Regions from separate parts of the Mus musculus genome. Here region 1 is linked to region 2. The links are chromatin contacts, called in public Hi-C maps. All regions are on one chromosome and are shown on one strand. Each heading gives the region's core, a stretch centred on a gene start, on an enhancer-like site or on the middle of the called end of the contact. The rest is flanking DNA. Distances are from core to core; before and after follow the strand shown. Region 1 overlaps Pcca (propionyl-Coenzyme A carboxylase, alpha polypeptide). Region 2 overlaps Pcca (propionyl-Coenzyme A carboxylase, alpha polypeptide).

What was found. A called contact is a pair of places that touch in the nucleus more often than the background predicts.
Region 1: a Hi-C map of the N1E-115 cell line shows a contact between it and region 2, with 1.8 times the contacts expected there. The contact joins two enhancer-like sites. A contact is called at or near these places in 1 of 15 datasets of contacts at CTCF or cohesin (CD8 T cells), 3 of 484 Hi-C or Micro-C datasets (the N1E-115 cell line, centroblasts and rod photoreceptor) and 1 of 115 datasets of contacts at active chromatin or transcription factors (embryonic stem cells).

The regions. Positions count from the first base shown.
Region 1 is chr14:122,683,190-122,685,889 of GRCm38.p6, forward strand. It overlaps Pcca (propionyl-Coenzyme A carboxylase, alpha polypeptide), which reads left to right. Exons shown (of 24, transcript NM_144844.2): 13 at 1,693-1,836. Among named protein-coding and RNA genes, the nearest start is that of Gm46487, 54 kb to the left of the region's middle. Within about 2 kb of position 1,327, at least 22 of the 459 cell types and tissues checked have an H3K27ac peak or open chromatin away from gene starts, as enhancers often do. A contact at or near this core is called in the N1E-115 cell line, where this site is marked.
Region 2 is chr14:122,636,971-122,639,801 of GRCm38.p6, forward strand. Pcca (propionyl-Coenzyme A carboxylase, alpha polypeptide) reads left to right here. Exons shown (of 24, transcript NM_144844.2): 8 at 1,411-1,447. Among named protein-coding and RNA genes, the nearest start is that of Gm46487, 7.9 kb to the left of the region's middle. Within about 2 kb of position 1,396, at least 18 of the 459 cell types and tissues checked have an H3K27ac peak or open chromatin away from gene starts, as enhancers often do. A contact at or near this core is called in the N1E-115 cell line, where this site is marked.

The sequences.
Region 1 (2,700 bases), core at 77-2,576, 46 kb after region 2:
CTGCGCACTCACTGTGTTTCCTTTCATTGTCAGTGAAGTAGCTCAAGGGAGATGCCCTAAAATTCTCTAAATATTTCATTTTCACTGTCTCCTTATAGTTTCAACACTCACTAACTTGACCATACTTCGTAGCTTCTGTTCAGTTCTATTCTCTCTGTATTTTTACTTTTTATGTAATACTTTTGGAGTACTGGTTATTCAAAGTGGAAATTGAGTCTTTCACTTAATTAAAGCTCATTTTGAAAAGGTTGTGTAAACTGTGCTTTGTCACATAGTAGGTTTACATCTTATAGTTAAGATCAGTCAAGGGTGCTGAGATGGTCTGTTCACATGGAATTGGTGTTGAGCATTAACAGGGGGCTTTGCATTTGTGTCTTATGAATATTGTTTCTAACACATCACAATTTGATTTAAAATATATATGCATTAAACTGTCTAATAAGTTCTTTATTTAGTGTCACATTTATTTTACAAAGGGTAGATGCTTATTTTAGCAATGATTTGTCATTAAAATTATGTCAAAATGTCTTAAAATGTTGTTGAAACTGTAAACAAACTCATAACACACACAGAGCTAATTATGGATGCCATCTGTTTATTTTTAACCAAGCTTTCTTTTTTTTTTTAAAGACCATGGCATTGTCTGGTTATGATAAGCTTCAAGATTATTGTAATGACTAAGCCCTGTCCTTCAATTAGTGCAGCTGAAGCTAGAAGATGATTCATTTGTTCAGTGACCTTTTCCTGTGTCCATGTATGAAATGTGACATGTCACAATAATGAAATGATCGTGTCATACACCTAGAACTTAATTTTTAAAAGGAAAAATAATGGTATGAAAGTACTAGGTATGGCCAAAGATTTTTAAAATATTTTAGAACTTACTTGAGATTTTAGATAAAAGATTACATGTTCTTTTTCAGTGCTGTAAATGTCCTTATTTGAACCCAAGTCTAAGGATTTCTACACAGTCAACCAAATTATAATGATGTCTATCTGTTCATGTGGCTGTGTGTGAGTGTTGTGTTTTTGCACATATGTATCCCATGTGTTGGTGTGGAAGGCCAGGTACTCCCCTGGCACCATCAGCTGAGGTAGTTATCAGCAGTGTGCTGAGAAAGCAGAGTGCTCCCATCACCCTGGTCTGCTATTGTGCATGCTAAGCACTGCCCAGGTCTGTCTGGAGGGAAGGCAACCTGAAGGCTCCATCTGCTGCTTCCTGCCATGCTGCACTGATGCAAGATTACGCTAATCTTGCTTCTTGTCAGGACAGGTTAGTGAAAGCATGCAAGTGGGCACGCTTCAGACTGGATGAGGGCTTGAGAACACCAGCGGTCTCCCCACAGATGCTGCAGCAAGTGTAGCAGAAGGAGCATTATTTATCAGCTACACTGAGAACGGCAGCAAAAGAAACATAAAGCTAAACCATTAAATGTGGGACCACAAATTAATGGAAATTGGGAAAAGTAATGGAGAAGCTTACACATGCTTTCAGGGTGGTTCTGACCTTCATCTGTGTGGAGCTGTATTTATTCTTTCTTTTTATGTATTTCACTGAAGATTTTTAGTCAGGTATTACTAAAGGTTAAGCAGAATTATTTCACTTGACTCTGAACCTTTGTGAATTCCCTTGTTGATGTACATTTATTTGCCTTTTTCTTCACCTATTAAATGGCAATCTTGGCTTTACAGGTCGAACATCCTGTCACAGAGTGCATTACTGGCCTGGACTTAGTCCAAGAAATGATCCTTGTTGCTAAGGGTTACCCACTCAGGCACAAGCAAGAGGATATTCCCATCAGTGGCTGGGCAGTTGAATGTCGGGTTTATGCTGAGGTAAAATGCATTCTGATGGTAGATGGGGGTGGGGTGAGGTGGGGTTATGTCCAAGTTGGAACAGCCAGTGTGGCTAACCCACAGATAGAGTAAGACTTTGATAGCCCATGGTCAGTGCAGAAAAACACTAGGTAACTTGCAACAATTGAAAACAGAGTGGAGTTGAAGTAATTGTTGTGTTTTTCTGGGTGGGGAAGTCAGTAGCAGTGTGCTGGGACCCAGCAGGGCCTCAGCTGGGCGTCCTTGACTTTGTCCTTCAAAATTCCACAGACAGGCTCTACACTGTAAAGCTTTTGGTAAAGCTTCCACTCTTGGTTTATAATTTTAATTACAGGTTTTGCCAAAAACTGACACTTTATACCAATCACTCAGCTTCTGAAGATGCTTTTTTTTTTTTTTTCAGGTGATAGAACAGAAATGCAACATAAACATTTGTGCAATCTTTTAGGTGCAAGATATTAGCAATATAAAGCACTGAGTCAGTGTATCTCTAAGTGGGCTGTGAGTTGTTTTGAAATCTGTAGATAACTCAGACCCACACATTACCCAGTGTTACTGCTCATGATCATATATGAAGTGGCACTCACACGTCCCAGCTCTGCTCTCATATGTTTACAAGCAGAACATGTACATGTATAGAAGTGTGTATGGCTTTCTGAGTCTCTGCTGGAAGACTTTTCCCAGCTTTACCATATGTGAGCTGTTTGGAGAAGTAAAAAAAAACAAATTTCTTTGCTGTATTGCATTTGTTGTTCTGAACTTGAGCTATGTTTGATAGAGAGTCTAGGTCATTTTATTTTTTTGCCCAAGGCATTGTTAGAAATTTTAGAAAAAGTTGGAATTCTACCAACTTCAATAAAGGAC
Region 2 (2,831 bases), core at 146-2,645:
GTGCAAGCATCAAGGTATAGAAAGCGAGTAAAGCTTGATTTTGGGGCAGGGAGCAAGACAGAGCTTTATCTCTGACTTGAAAACAATTGTTATTTGGAAAATCTCATTAGCAGATGTGACTGCTTGGAGTAAAAAAAGACTTAAAACTGGTGTCGCTTTCAGGATTGCTTTGAACTTAACAAGCACCTATTTGTGGAGCAGACTGGCTAATGAAAGGAAATTAAATTTTTCTGACAACTTCCCGTTCCAGCCTCCTTATTCAGGGATGCTGTTGGGTACTGAAGACTTTTAAGGAAGAATTTCTTTTCTTTTTCTAAAAACTGGACATAAATGAAGCAGTTATTTTCCCCTAGTCCCAGTTTGGGGATTGGGGAGTCTACTGTGATTGCTCTTCATTTTAAATGTAGTAATTTAAGAGCTTTAAAAATGCCAGGCTTCCCTTGAATGCCTTGAAATTGTGGAAAAATTCCTGCATATTTATCAACTGGTGGTTCTAGAACATTGCTGGTGGTGCATATAGTGCCACTGGATTAGAAAAATTAATTGAATTGAGAAAGTGGCTTCAGAGTTCTTGTCATTATGTCGAAAATTTGTGCATAGAGTTTGCACAGTGTATATCAGGTGAATGGCTTTGGCTGGGGCAGTTTGTTGAAGCGGTTTTAAGTGTTACTGCTGACAAATGGCGGGGACGGATGCACTTGTGAGTCGGTAACGCAGGCCTGTCTTGGACCTCAGGGAGGAGTCCTTACCTTGTTCTTCGGAGTTTCACTGAACTTTAATTTATGTGCCTAGTACAACTGTAAAGATAAAATATGTACCTGAAGAATTGGTTAAGAAAATATAATGGAAATCACAAGGTTTCTTCTTTTTTTTCTTTTTCTTTCCTCCCTTCCTTTCTTTCTTCTTTTTTTTCCTTTTTTTTTTAAACAATTGCTAATTCTTACAGATACTGGAAATTTACTTATTTCTAGAAAATTGATAGAGCTCCTCCCAAACAATAGACAATCAACTCCCCCTGCTGACAGAATCTAGGAAAACACAGTGTGTAAATAGACAAGGGGGCTGCAGACAAGCTTTAATGATCTGATTTACAATTCAGTATTGATTGTAAACATCTAAAATCTGCCATTAAATCCCAGCAACTGCACCGAATCATTGGCAATTCTGGTCATGTTTCCTGCCAGCTCATTTCAAACTGCTTTGAGTTTCTTAATATAATAACGACGAAGGAGAATTTACATTCCACTTATGGTATTAATTTTACATTTCTCTGAATGAAAAGGGTTAGAAGGTTGTAAAATTGAACATTAAATGAATCAGAGGAGACAGTAGTGCAATATATGACTGCCCTAAAGACATTGTGCAATGTCTCATGGGATTAATGTTGAGTCTCATTTCCTGCCTTTACAGGATGCAGATGAAGCTGTCAGAATTGCAAGGGAAATTGGTAAGTCCTTAAATTAACTTTGGTAGTGTTTCTGTGTCTTTCAGCAGATACGGTTGAGCAAACGTGTAATAAGTAATTCCCATAGAGCAAATAATATTTTAATAGTTTTTGGTTTCTATTACTTGTGGCTCTAGAATTTATCAGTTGAATTACCATATTCTCTTATTAAAGTAGGACTTGTAGTCACTTGATCTTAGTTTGGTTCTTTTATAAGATGAACTCACTAGCTAATTAAAACGAATAATTGTCTGAAGAGTCTTGAGGATTGGACACAGTTTGTATTTAGTTGTGTGTGAGCACTCGGCTGTGGTCTGTTGTAATGTGAAGGACACAGCACACAGGATTCAAATGAAGGTGCCCTTGACAAGCTTGTTCAAGTTCTTACCTTTTTCTAAAATGGAAAATATCAACTTAATAGCTTTGCTAGGAAAGAAAGATGCAGTAGAAAGTGGGAGGTGAGAGCTGGATAGGCTAAGCAAGTGAATATATATATATATATGAAGTTTCAAGTATATTCCTCTTGCTCATGAACACAGTTGTCTTCTGTAGTGTCTAAATGGAGAAAATAGGAAAAGAGAACAAAGCTTTGAAACCTATAATTTTGAGTCAGATCAATACATGTGTATACCTATGGAAAGCTGTGGCTAGGCAAGGGCCTCAGACAACACTTTCTGTCAGGCTTACAGCAACATCTTAAAACAATCTGTGCTGCTAGCTACATTGTTTCAGGAAGCCATATACTAATATTTTAGTAGTCCTGTTTTCTCAGTGTGGTTTGTTACTCAGAATTTTTGTCTATGATAGGAGAGCATTTGATTTGGCAAAGTTTGTATATTCCAAAGTGATCATGGACATTAAGATATTCTTGTAAATGAGACAAGCTAGCATAGAGTTCTTTGGTCTGGTGTTCTTGAGCTATCAGCTTCCTCAGCATGCTCTTCTGTGATTGGCTTGTTGTGTACTGCTTCTGTTGGGTATGGCTAAATTATTTTGGTTTTGGTCATTTAAGTCATATTAAGTGTTCTTTGTTGTTTGTTTTGAAAAACTGCCTTGGATATAAGGCCAGTACATATAAGATACTATTTTATCTGTCGAGAACATCTGTATTAATTACTTCCTCAGCGTTGCCAGCATCTTTAGAAGCTTTTCCCTATTGTACTAATTTCACAGTAAGACTTGGTAGGTTATATAATGCTGCTGTCTGTGGGTTAAATCATTGGTCCTTTTATTCCCCATGAAGCACTCAGCAGCTTCTAAGACTGTCCTAAAGTGGTTTAATTTTATTAATACACTTTTAAACTCAAATTGGGCTCTTTTTAGTCATAGCTTAGATATTACCACCTATCCAAGTCATCTATGAGAATATTTTGTAATAAATGATTGT